3 separate regions of the Mus musculus genome follow, and all the other regions are linked to region 2. The links are chromatin contacts, called in public HiChIP or PLAC-seq maps. All regions are on one chromosome and are shown on one strand. Each heading gives the region's core, a stretch centred on a gene start, on an enhancer-like site or on the middle of the called end of the contact. The rest is flanking DNA. Distances are from core to core; before and after follow the strand shown.

Region 1 (4,078 bases), core at 356-2,855, 640 kb before region 2:
ACTGGGATGGAAGGAGGCAGGCAGACAAGCAAGCAGGCAGGCAGGCAAGCAGACAGAAGCAGACAGAAGGAGGCAGGAAGGCAGGCAGGCAAACAGGGAGCCTGGGTAGCAAGATTATACTTGTATGAAGGACTCAGGTTAGACCTTTAGTGAGGACCACTAGGAAGTATATTGGCAAATACTAGTTGTTGAAGGTAGATGGGAAACAACTGAGATGGTGAAGAGCCTCAAATTCTGAGCTCATTCTGAACTAGAAATAAGCCAAATGCTACCAACAGAGATAATGCATGATATTCTGAGAACTATTATTCAGAAGTAAAAATAATAATGAATTTGTACACACAGCAATTCTGATGAACCTTGAGGATGCCTTGCCAGCAAAAGAAGCCGAACACAAAGCACGGCAGATGCTAAGACTCCACTATGGAATGTTCTTGAACAAGCAAAACTACTCTCTGGTCACAGAAATCAGAGCACTGGTCTCCTCTGGGGGTTGTGACTGACTGAGAAAGGACATAAGGGAATGTGGGGATTCAGGGAAATGATCTTCACAGTGACGAAGGAGCTGCATGGGGAAAAGCATCTGTCAAAATGTATTAATTGCACACTTATGACATGTGTATTTCACTGTATATAAATTATACTGATTCAAACAAATTCTAGGCTAAAGATTTGGCAGTTGATGGCTTCAGAAAGCAATTATATGCAAGCTGAGTGGTTTGATCCCCAGAGGACTCAGCACTGGGTGCTTTATATAAAGCTAATTTTGGCAGCCATCTTTTTCAACTCTTCTAAAGAGAAACATCCCCCTCCCCAGCCACACTGTTATTAAGCACTCCAAAATAACAGACCAAACATAAGCCAGTCTGTTCAAAGCAGAGGTAAGTGACAGAATGGTCTTCAAGGGACCCATGCTTAGGGCCTTCTTTTCAGCTCTAAAGGTACCCTGAGAAACATTCAAAGATTTGGGGTGGGAAGTTTCAGAGATACCAGGATGATAATCACTGATTCAAGAAAGCACGTCGGGCAACTAAGTTTAAGTTGCACAATTGAGCAAACCAAATATGGGGTGAAGGGCATCCCCTGACAGTGTGCAAGGGCACAGCTTGGGAGTCTGGCGAAGAAACCAAGCAATCAAACAAGACTGGAAAACACTGCAAATGGTAGCCAGCCTTCAGCCATGGGATCCAGCTTCCAGAGGGTGATGGAGCCTGCAGAACACAGCCTTGTTCAAAGGAGCTAACCACTACTCAACTCCACCCAGTCAGGCCAGAGCTGCAGGGGCATTTTCATGGATTGGTTTAGTTGTTTTCTATTATTGGTGGTGTTGTTTTATTTTTTCTTCTTTGGTTTTTCAAGAGAACCCAAAAACTCTGAACTTTATATTATGCCTCCCAGGCTGAAAATACTAAATTTAAAAAATATACTACATACCTCAAATCCACCCTTCTAAGCCACAAACTTGCAATTTTGGGGTTAAAACTATTGCAATTGCACCTGAGCTCCAGGCTTCAAATTAAATGAGGCACGGTTACTGCTCCTCTGTGCCCTGGATCCACCCAGGGTTCTGAGCTGTCTGCTCTGGGAGTCAGGAGACTTCACTGGCTGCTTCTGTTTCTCAGGAGTTATGCAATCAGCCTTGCTGAGACCAGCCCAAGTTCAACTCCAAAGCCCTGGGATCAGTGTTGAGCTTTCTGCATGTCTGCCCGCTCCTTAGCCATGTGATGAGCATCAACTATCATTACAAAGCAAGAGGTCCTGAAGGCAGCCCATAGCCCCCAACCTGCTGGGCACAGGCACAATTCATATGCATACATAAAATAAAATCACCCAATTAAAATTCTTGCCAGGTCATTGGAGGCCTGGTTTTTCCTTGTAAATAAGTAAACAGAAGTGAAGGCAAGCAGGTTTTGATCTTCTACCTCTTAGATCGATCTGATTACTTTGAGATATCCTCTGCAGCTTGGCGACTCTAATGAGAAAAAGCAGAAGGCAAGCAAAGCTGTCATAGAGACCAGAGAGAGACTTAATATCACTTCTGTGTGCCTGGACACTGGATGATTGCTCAATAGACACTCAGATTAGACCTGAGACATCCTCTCTAGTTTGATCCACCACACCCTCACCATAGAAACACCAAGCTGCTCCTTAGAAATGCAAATGTCCAGCCCTATCAGGTATCTATTGGGGTCCTTGATGAGGGACTGAAAATGCTCCATTTTCTTCTCCACTAAACCCTGAAATATGCAATCTCTTTCAGAAGAGCTATAAACATATGTAGACAAACTGCATTTGTAGAATTCTAAGATGAAGGAACTGGAGAGAAGGTTCAGCTGTTAAGTGTGCTAGCTGCTCTTCCTGAGGGCTAATATCTAGTTCCCAACACCCACATCAGGTAGCTCACAACTCTGTCATTCCAGCACCAGGGGAAAATATGCCCCCTTCTGGACTCAGCGGACACCTGCACACATGTCCACAAACACACATATACAGATAAGTAAAGAAAAGAAAAAGAAATCCAAGATAAGGCAGGATAAGGTACATGCATGTAATTCCAAGCACTTGGAAGGCTGTGGGGAGAGGACTATGAGTTTGAAGCCAACCTAAGCTGCTTAGAGAGGCTTTGTCTTAACAATGACAACAGCCAAAAGATCCAAGACAGAAACAAGAACTAGGTTACTGAAGCCTGTGCTATGCTGTGCTCTACTGTGCTATATTATACTATTTGCTATACTATATTATGTGCTATATTATAGTATAGCTATATGCGATACTAAACTATAAGCTATGCTATAGTATAGGATATGCTATGTTATACTATACTATTTGTTATACTATAACATACTATATGCTATGCTATAGGATATGCTATGCTATACAGGATATGATGTTATACTATACTGTGCTATACTATATATTATGCTATGCTGTACTATGCTATTTATACTATATCTATGCTATATACTACATGTTATGCTTTGTTAACTATACTATACTATATTATACTGATGAGTGATATAATCATTCTTGCCCTCAGTTTCCCTAGTAATGAAATGAGATAATAATACCTCCTTAACAGTCATGTGCAAAGGAATCAAAGCAACCCAACATGTGAAGGGCTCAGTTCTCCCTGGTCCAGGGCGACATCCAGTGCACACTCACAGTCACAGAAAGCCATGCCCTTGGGAAGCTGCAGGATGCTGTTTGTCCTTTGCCAAACAACCTTTTGCTATAGCTATAGGAATTATGTCCCTGAGACAGAAAAACTAAAGATCTGGCTCTTGCCCCATGACCTTGGGCAACCCTTTCCCTTCTGTGAGACTTAGTTTTCAGATCTAAACACATGTGTGTTGACCAGAATGTTTCTCCAATTCCTTTCCCTACCTCCTTTTTACTGTTACTTTGGATATCTACAAATTCCCATACTTCCTTGTGAGAATCAGTGTGGTGGCACATGCCTGTGGTGACAGCACTCAGGAGAGTAAGGTAAGAGGACTGTGAGCTTGGCCAAGTGGACCACACAGCAAGCTCCAGCCAGATTGGGGCTACACCGTGGGATCCTGCAACAGAACTTTGTTTTGTTGAGCCCCAGCTGTGTCAAGCATTCCTTTAGACAGGAGCACTGCTATAGATTGCTTTTAACTAATAACCATTGCACTCCCTCCCTGAGCAACAATAGCCACAAACTCACAAAGGACTAAGCTAATGTTAGGTATTTTTTCAAATGCATATTAAAATAAATGTCTAAATTTTTGTTGAAAAATGGTCCATTGAGATCCCCCTGAAATCTCAGATGTGGTCGGGGACGCAAAGTGGATAGTTTTGGACCTCAGACTTGTGTAGCATCCATGATCCGCTCCATGCAAATGTGCAGTTCTGAATTCCTGAGGAGAGGAGGGTGGCATGGCTCATCTTCCTCTCTTCCAGCCCACTCTGCCACAGAGATGAACAGAGTGACATTAATTGAGTAATTATTCAGAATCACAAGAACTTTTTCTGTGCCTGCAAGGAGGGCTCTGTCAGTTTGAGAACAGACTTGAACTTCCTGTTTCTCCATTTGCAATTCACAGCCCAAACT
Region 2 (4,615 bases), core at 40-2,539:
ATGGGAAAGGAACTGACCAAGCTGGTGGCTTTGTCAGGGATGGAAATGGCTTGGGAGGCTCAGAGGCAAGATCCATGGCAGCCCCCAGAGAACCAATTCACCTGCTCCATACCCCACACTGGAGAGAGGCTGAGAAGGGCTCTGGGAACCATGCCTGGCCACTAGGAGAAGGTGACAGACAAGTCGTCCTCACATAGACCTAAGTATCTGTTCAGCCCTGCACAGCAACAGAACTCACACTAGCAGTTCCTGCTCTGCAGCCAGAGGACTGTGGGAAACCTCAGCTCATAGGGAACATGGCTCTGGAGAGTGTTCACGTAAACAGAAAGGTCCAGGCTTGGAGATCTAGGAGATCCGTGTGGAAGTTTCTATGTCACCTCAGATAACTAATGCATTTCCAAGCAGAAATGGCATCCTGGGGTGATGTTAAAGGGGCCTGGAACTTCTCTGGATAAAGTTACTCTCCATCTGACATCACCACTATGGGCTCAAGGTTTGTTGTACTTTGGTGTTTGAAGGAAATGTTAATTTTTACCCAAAGGCTGATGAGGAAAAAAGGCATAATTTTTACACTATCCAAGTGTTGATCTCTGAATGTGATATGGAAACAGAAAGCCTGCCCTCTGCCCCTCTCCTTCCTGCCATTAGGGGTAGGAACGAAATGGCCAGAGCTCAGAAAGCAAAGACAACAGCTAGTCAGGAAAAGGAAGAGCCCTGGCCTCTGATGACCATGGAGTCTCATGCTAGCCCACTCTGCCAACCCCAGTCAGGGCACCGGCCCCAATCCCAACTGACCTAGTCATTGAACATCTATCTTGTTAAACAATTGCTGGTGTGGGTGTGGGTGTGGGTGCGGGCCATCACACACACACTCTTCATTGCCGTGTCCCTAATACTTCCCTCTGAAGCTGGAAATGATTTGCACCACCTGTCATTAGAATATGTCATCAGCAAAACTGATTTGTCCAGAGTCACAAGGAAAGTCAGAAGACAGCCTTACTCTGGCTGCACACAGAAGGTAGCTTAGAAACCGCAAGGCACAGAAGGTTCCTTGCATCCTTTAGCAGATTCACCCCCATGCACCACAATCCGGCCATAGTCTGGAAGCTTACAGCGATACCACGATCAGGTGCACAGAAAGCAAACACTCACTAACTTCATGCTCACTTCAAAGCCCACACCTGCACAGGATAAGCACAGGTGCCCTGCTGGCACACATGCCAGCCTCTGAGAGTACTTACGGACTGTCATGGACTCAGGCACTGAGGCAGAAGGTAGCAAGCTGCTCAGAGGACTTCCTTGGCCTGGAGAACTGGCTTCCCTACTGGGAGGAAGTAGACAGAAGGAAGTTACACTCATCCCAAAATGCAACTTCAGTGTTCACAACACTCTCAGGCAAAACGTTTCCCCAGGAATCTACTGGAAAAACAATGAAGCTGCTCAGCAGATGTCTGAAATTTACTGGTAACTCCAAAACCAATCCAAACACCCTCTGGAAGCCGCTCACTCACGAGGGAAGAGTTAGTCACTCAGTGGGCATGTGTGCAGCTGGGTCAGACAGGAAACCACTGCCTTCCTCTTCCAACTCGTGTACACACGCGTGAACACACGTCCTTTCAGTAGTCTACTTTGTCACATTCTTATGGTTTGTATTGTCACTTTCCCTAGTTAGAATAGTCTCCAGGTCCATGTTCCCAGTACAAGGGCCCCACATATTATGTAAGCTTCATTCAGACAAGCATGAAATATCACTGTCCAATGTCAACAAGTCAACAGTGTTTGTTTCTGATGGTCTCTCATGGATCCTGGGCTGGAATTTTCTATGTGACTGTCTTAGTCAGGGTTTCTATTCCTGGACAAAATATCATGACCAAGAAGCAAGTTGGGGAGGAAAGGGTTTATTCAGCTTACACCTCCAAACCACTGTTCATAGCCAAGGAAGTCAGGGCTGGAACTCAAGCAGGTCAGGAAGCAGGAGCTGATGCAGAGGCCATGGAGGGATGTTCTTTACTGGCTTGCTTCCCCTGGCTTGCTCAGCCTGCTCTCTTATAGAGCCAAGACTACCAGCCCAGAGATGGTCCCACCCACAAGGGGCCTTTCCCCCTTGATCACTAATTGAGAAAATGCCTTACAGTTGGATCTCATGGAGGCATTTTCTCAACTGAAGCTCCTTTCTCTGTGATAATCCAGCTGTGTCAAGTCGACACAAAACTAGCCAGTACAGTGACCAAAGATGATTTTGAACTTCTGATCCTTCTGTCTTCGCTTCCCAAGTTTTATATGGTGCTGGGGATCAAACCCAGAGCTCTATGCATGCTATGCAAGCATTCTCCTACAGCTGAGCTACATCTCTTGTAGATTCTAAACAAGATGCCTTTAAATGAGGACACACAGAGAGGCAGGTTATGCATTATCAGTGAATATAGAAATGCCATAACAACAGGTTCCAGCATCCCCCTGTAAGCAGGCTGGTGCTCAGAGAGGCTCAGAGAGCATAATGCGGGCAGGTAACTGGACTGCATGCATATCTACAATCAATTTCTAATGTGAATAATAGCACTGGCTTGTCCATACGCAGCAGGAGACCCCAAGGCCAGGGCTTGCATTCCTTGATCACTGTTGCATTTGGAAAAGGCTCAAAAACACAAGAAGAAAGGAATCAGAATTCCGGAAGGGTGCAGGGACACCATCCTTTATGAGGCAGGGCTCAGTGGTATCAGCCCCTTCATGGTGTATCATTTTCAGAATCCTATCTGTTCTGGGTGACAAAACACCAAGCAAGGTGTGGGGCAGCAAGGACCCCCTTACCTTGAAGCTAAGTCAAGTACACAGATGGCTAACTTCAAGACACCAAATTAAAATTGTGAAGAGAGAGGAGGAAATAAGAGCAACAGAGATGAGGTGATATTTGGGAGACCAGGGCAATGTTCCCTGCGAGCAACAGGTACACTGGCAACTTAGTTTTCTGGATTTTTTTTTTCTATTTCTTCGATCTGAGCACAAACGTGAGATTGGGCCTCAGTCTTCAACTCCAACAGGTACCACCTGTCTCCAAATGAAAATACAAGGCAGAGAGGTAAACAGCATGGCCCAATCCACTGATGGGCTTGGTGTCCTGATACTGACCTGTACCGAAGGCCAGGCTCTGGGATTATATGGTTTTCTGTTCCTGTTCCATTCTCCAGACTTCCCACAGGGGCATCTGCAGAAGTCACACAGAGAATGAGGCTTTACTTTCAACTCCATTTCTCCTTACCATGTGCTCAGCTGGCCTATTAGCTACCTTTAAACTCTTCCCACCCACATACAGGCTTCATGTACTACCCATTTCTTTTGAACAGGCATCATTAAGACTCGTTTCTAGTTGCTGCATGTGCCTTTTTTATTTAAAATAAAACAAAACAAAACCTTGAAGCAAGGGAAGTTATTTCCAAAGTCCATAATCTAGGGCCCACAGCAGAATCGGGGTTTTTGATAAATGAATTGCGCCTGCTTGTAGTGGACACTAGAGGGCAGCAGCACCTCACGATTGGCGAAGTCTGACACTGTACTAAGCCAAAAGTCACTAAGCATTTGGGAAAGGAAGTGAGGCCATGAATCTCTAGAATAGGCAAAGAACGTTCCTGATTGCTGCAGGTGCATTAGCTGATGCTCAGGCCTTCTTCCAGGAAAAGAGTGCAGACCCGTAGACCTGGGGCTAAATGTCCAGGAAGACTGTATCGCTCAGGGGAACCCTTGCTCATTCATGAAACTCTTGAGTCAGGCAAAGGAGCCAGAGACAGAGCAACCCTCTGGGCCTCTGCTTCTGCCTCTGCTAGGCTTAAGGGATGTGAGCCTGGAGAAGACAAATCCCTTCTCACCGTTGGCTGCACATCCCAGCCAACTCCCGCTGGCTCCAGTAACCCAATGGCACCATGAGCCTGGTTTCCATCTGTGAGGCATCAGCTGGGAAATCAGGTGACTAGCTCTCCTGTCCTTACTACCTAGTAGTGAGGCTAACGGGTGCAGATGCTGCTGGCTACCGTGCAAGGCCCTGCTCCTCTCCTGCAGTCCAGCCAGGCAGCCTCTCTGTGCCTTGCTTCCCGTTTTGCTGTGCTTTGCTCTGCTCTATTCGGCTGGCCTCTAACTCAAGCTTCTCCTGCCTCCTCCTTCTGACTGCGGGAATCACAAGCACGTGCCTATCAGACTTGTCTGGCCTATGTAAAACATTTTCACAATTATATGACATAATTAAATTTGATATTGTTGTGGTTTTGAGACAAGATTTCACTCTGTAGCTTGGGCTGGACTCAAATTTGTAACAGTCCTTGCCTCCACCTCCTGAGGCCGGGGATTACATATGTGAACCACCAATGACTCTTTGGCCCCTGTGCCTCTAGGTAACCCTACAAAGTCTAATGTATACTTTTACCTCTCAAAATGACAACTCTCAAACTCCCTCATTCAGCTGAAACCCCAGCCCTGCATCTTGCCTCGTCAGGAAGTTCTACTGAGACCTCCCTGGGCCCAGCAGCCACCTGCATTTTCAGAACCCCTGGGCTTTATTTCTGGACTCTCAGCTCAGGGGCACCTGCCCTCCACCCACCACAGAGCCAGGCGAATCAGTTAAGCTTAC
Region 3 (4,569 bases), core at 1,022-3,521, 610 kb before region 2:
AGGGCAGGCCACTCTGATCCTACTTTAATTACTCTTCCCAGGCTGAGGCTCTGGCCTCTTGGTGTTCAGTCCTAGCTGTGGGGATACAGGACTTGCTGGCCAAGAAAAGCTAGTTTGGGCAAGTGCATGCAGCCACACCTGACAGCTGCCCAAACAGTGGCGCTCACAGAAGCCTGCACCTGTGAGATGCCATGTGGCTCACGGGAGAGCAGTTACTGGAGAGAGAGTCCCAGTGCTGTGTGCACCCGTGTTTCTCGGGCAGGAGGGCAGGAAGGCAGGAGGGTAGGACTCTGCTCATTAGAATCCTGAACTCTGTTTGGTCTCCACTCAGCTTCTTCAGCCGCCATCCCCTTTACCTTGTTTAGCCTCCATTAACATTGATCCCTGGGGCCTCTCTACTTTTGGTCACTCTGCTGTCCCCACACGCACATACCACTGCTTCATGCCTCTGGACCTTAGGCCCTCCCCACCCTTGCCAACAGTCTCACCAGCTCCTCTCTCAATTAACTTCCCTCCTCCAACCTACACAAACCTTCTCTAAGACAGACAGATGCCCTCACTGGCTGCTTGTTATCTCTCTATATAACTCTATCCTGGTCTTCCTCCTATCACGGCACAAGTCAAATATGCACCAAGTTTGTATGCCCAACACACTCAAAATACCACAACATCATCTGCACCATGAAGCCCCTAGCACAGAGGCTAGAACACATTAATTGCTCAGTTAAGTGAGAAAGTAAGCTAGGATACGAAGTATCCCACTGACAGAAAGGGCACAGTGCCTTTAGCTGGAGGAGGATATCAAGACCAGCACCATGCTCAAGGTCCTGCCTGACTTGTCTCCTCCCACTTCTCCAGCTTCATGCAGATGTCACCTCCAGAGCATTTGCATTTCCACCCCTACTCTCCATTGCCAAGTCCACACCTTTGCATATGCTGTCCCCTTGCTCTGGAGCGCCTTTCTTGTCAGTGCTCTCTACCCTCCACCTGCCTGTCAAACGCTTGCTCAGGACCTTACAAGGCAGCTGCTCCTCTCTCCTATTCCTCTGTACTTCACTTGGGCCTGGCCCCTTTTTGACTTACAACTCCTGTTATGCTGAATAGCAGTAATGGATATCTGTCCGATCCTTCAGACAATGAGTTGTGGAAAAGCATTTTTCCCCCTTATTCATTCCTTGGAATATTCTAGAATACCCCAGCACTGAGTATACACTACACAGAATGGACACTCAGCCAGTAAGCATCAGATTCCCAAATGACTTTGCACAGGGTGCCTTCCCAAGGTACCCTTGGACAGTTCATCTCGCCACCCTGTGCATGCTTCCATTGTCTCACTCAAGCATGGTGTTGATAGGCTGTGCTGAGAATGCTCAGTATAGGCAGCATGGCTTGTGCCCGCCATAAGTATGTGCCCAGTAAAGTCATATGGCCTCAGCCTCCAACTGAGGAGCCTTTCTACACAAACATCCAAAGACACTGATGACATAATGTTACTAGTGTTGTGGTTTTGGCAAGATGTCCATAGAAGCTTATTGCTTGAAGCCACTTGTTCAATAAATGGTTGAAACATCAAGGTAACACCTGTATGCCTACTACATACACATGAACAAGTACATATAACACAGACACACAGTCAATATCAATCTAAGGAGCACTTAAAATGATCAGACATGGGAACTATTGATGAAAAACATTGATAATCATGTTCCCTTTAAGTCATCACTGAATCTTTATGAGGCAGGGGCGTGCATGTGCTCATGGCACACACGAAGGCCAGGGAACAGTGCCAGGTGTCCTGATCCATAGCTCCCCGCCTTCTTTCCTTCAAACAGAATCTCTCACTGAAGCTGAAGGTAGGCTGGGAATCTGCAAGCCCCAGTGATGAGCCTGCCTCTGCCTCCCACAGTGCAGGGATTAGGAACAAGCAAGAACATTTCCTGTGGATGCTGAGGATTTGAACTTGGGCCCCCATACTTGTATACCAACTGCTCTTACATACCTAGTGTCTCAGCAGAACTAGTCACTGGATCTCTGGCCACAACGTTAATCACTTTATAGAAATGATTGTGGAGGGAAAGAGGATAAGGAGAGAAAGAACATGCAGGAAAGGAAGGGGAGAGAAGGAAGAAAGAGATAGGGTAGGGGGAAGGAGAAGAGGGGAAGACAAAGGAGGGGAGGGGGATGGAGAATGAAGGAGACAGAAGAAGGGAGGGCATGGACAAAGAAGAGGGAAGAGGAAAAGGGGATCTATTAGTCAGTGCCCCAGACCTAGCACTGTGGTAGATCCTGTGACAGGAAAAAAAAAGAGAACAATATACAGAAAACACCCTGCTTGCAGTCTTGGGAGATGACTCATTAGCATAAGAGAACATAACTAGAGTTCAAGGCTGAACAAGATCAGGGCCAAATGCCAATGGGCACACCAGGCAAGTAAACATGCAGGGAGTGCGAGCCCTGCTCTGACCTATTTATAACAGTTCTTCAAAGACTCCATAAATATGTAGTGCTGACTACTGTATAATTAGAAGTCATAATGCTTACTCCTGAAGGGGGAACCTTTGCATATGAACACTTAATTTTCAATGTAAACTCACTTTATGTGACTGTTTTTTAATTGTGAAAAGAGCATTTTTTTAATTCAAAATAAGCATCATTAGTTTTCTTTTCCAAACTCCATATTTAGAGTGCAGAGATTGTTGGCTTAAAGGTGAGCCTGTGGGCAGAGCATGTGGACGGGGCGTGGGGTAGAACATGAGATCTATGTCTACCTGGCTGATGGTCATTTTGTGTCATCTTGAGCTAGTCCTCTAAGCCTCAGCTTTCTCTGATACACATGGAGCTCAGAGAACAAATGGAAGATAGTCAGCTCTAATGACAGTTGTTTCCTTCTTTCCTGGTCATTAGACCTCAAACAGAGACCCAGGCATCTAGGACCCCGCTAGGGCAGTCTTCCAGAGTCCAATGGTGGAGGACTGCGACCAGGGTTCCATGTGAAGGCTCCAGACAGTCTTTCCCAGTCCTTCCTGGTGCTAACCCAAGAGGGAGTGTTCAGCAACTATTTTCTCAGTGAGTAGAATGATTCTATGACGTGATCAATGAACCAGTGAGACTCACCCGGGAGAGGCTCAGCAAGTCCCTGATGGGATGGCTCACAGCTCTCCGGCTCCCACCCCATTGCTTTCCTTGAGAGCAAATTCATTATTAACCAAATAAAGAATCTATAGGATGTCTTTTATAAAGGAGTCACAAGATTCAGAGTTGAAAAAGCAACCCAAATAAGCTCTTAAAACACATCAGATCAAGTCTCTCCCACATAAAGCCACATCGTTTCCCATTACAATAAACAGCAGTTTTCTTTCTGCTGGTAGGCTGTAGCATCGGTTCTTCCTTTCTGACATCAGCTGATGTTTCTCTGGCTCTGACCCCTGTGCCTGGCCATACCATGCCTGTCTGAAATGATCTCAGGTAAAGTCAGTCCTCAAAGTCAACTCCCAAGAGGATGAAACCCCTTCAGGGGCATCCAGCCTTCAAGTCAAAAGTAGGTATGAGCAGGTGACATGGCTCAGCAGGTAAGGGTGCGTGCTGTAAGGCCTACATGAGTTTGATTCCTGGCACCCACAGGAAGGAAAAAACCTCTGGCCACCATATGTGTGCTGTGGCCTGGGTAAGTCCATGCATAAACACACACAAAATAAATAGTTTAAAATGTAATAACAATTTTAAATATTAAGTAGGTTGTCCATGCTTCAGTCGGCGACTGACCCCTACACTATATGGGCAGCACTAACTGGACTCAGTGGGTTATAAATTAATAATTAATTAACTAAAATTTGAATGTTATGTTTTGGGGGAGCCTTGGGAAAGTTGGAGGGAGTAGGTAGGTGTGACTGCAATCAAGATACACAGCATGTATGAAATTATATGAATTTTTCAAAGAATAAAGAAAAATGTTTGTTTTTAAAAATATGAAAAATTGTGAGCACTGAAAATATACATTTTTCTTAGATTATTTCATAAACAATATGATATAACAACTCTCTTTATAACATTTAGATTATGGTAAATGTCCTAAAGTGATCCAGAAACAGTTTCAGCTTACAGGAGTCCTGTATAAGTTACATGCAAACACTACATTATTTTTTTAGAGGAACCTGAACATCTATGCTTTTTTGTTAATATTGAGAGAGTGTTCTAAACTCATGCCTCTTGGCTGCCAAGGAGCAGCTCGCCCCCTTGTTGATGTTTGTTGCTGAGAAGGGAGCTGTTTGTTAGTCAGCACTGTTGTCACTAATAGCTGACTGATGCAGTGATCAGGAAGTTCCATCTACTCCACACACCAGCTTCAGCAGTCACGTAATCTCTTGGAACCTCAGAATGCTTTAAGATTTTTTGAAGTTATATCCATCTCTTCTCCACTGACTTCATACAGTGACCGTGGTGGCACAACAGATGAAAAAGATTTTTTTAAAACAGTAAAAAAAAAAAAAAAAGTGATTGCAAATATAAAATAGCATTATCAGCAGGCATGAGTTTGACCTGGCAGCAGAGTGTGGCTCAGCAACCAAACCC

Evidence for each region. HiChIP or PLAC-seq counts read pairs in DNA pulled down with a chosen protein or histone mark.
Region 1: a contact with region 2 is called in an H3K4me3 HiChIP or PLAC-seq map of bone marrow-derived macrophages, with 4 times the contacts expected there. The contact joins two enhancer-like sites. A contact is called at or near these places in 1 of 15 datasets of contacts at CTCF or cohesin (large pre-B cells) and 1 of 115 datasets of contacts at active chromatin or transcription factors (bone marrow-derived macrophages).
Region 3: an H3K4me3 HiChIP or PLAC-seq map of bone marrow-derived macrophages shows a contact between it and region 2, with 4 times the contacts expected there. The contact joins two enhancer-like sites. A contact is called at or near these places in 1 of 15 datasets of contacts at CTCF or cohesin (large pre-B cells), 2 of 484 Hi-C or Micro-C datasets (bone marrow-derived macrophages and embryonic stem cells) and 1 of 115 datasets of contacts at active chromatin or transcription factors (bone marrow-derived macrophages).

What each region holds. Positions count from the first base shown.
Region 1 is chr16:12,059,573-12,063,650 of GRCm38.p6, reverse strand. All of the region lies in intron 2 of Shisa9 (shisa family member 9), which reads right to left. Among named protein-coding and RNA genes, the nearest start is that of Shisa9, 77 kb to the right of the region's middle. Within about 2 kb of position 1,605, at least 6 of the 459 cell types and tissues checked have an H3K27ac peak or open chromatin away from gene starts, as enhancers often do. A contact at or near this core is called in bone marrow-derived macrophages, where this site is marked.
Region 2 is chr16:11,417,410-11,422,024 of GRCm38.p6, reverse strand. It overlaps Snx29 (sorting nexin 29), which reads right to left. Exons shown (of 21, transcript NM_028964.4): 10 at 3,127-3,202; 11 at 1,242-1,321. Among named protein-coding and RNA genes, the nearest start is that of Snx29, 97 kb to the right of the region's middle. Within about 2 kb of position 1,289, at least 53 of the 459 cell types and tissues checked have an H3K27ac peak or open chromatin away from gene starts, as enhancers often do. A contact at or near this core is called in bone marrow-derived macrophages, where this site is marked.
Region 3 is chr16:12,030,438-12,035,006 of GRCm38.p6, reverse strand. The region is part of intron 2 of Shisa9 (shisa family member 9); the gene reads right to left. Among named protein-coding and RNA genes, the nearest start is that of Shisa9, 49 kb to the right of the region's middle. Within about 2 kb of position 2,271, at least 28 of the 459 cell types and tissues checked have an H3K27ac peak or open chromatin away from gene starts, as enhancers often do. A contact at or near this core is called in bone marrow-derived macrophages, where this site is marked.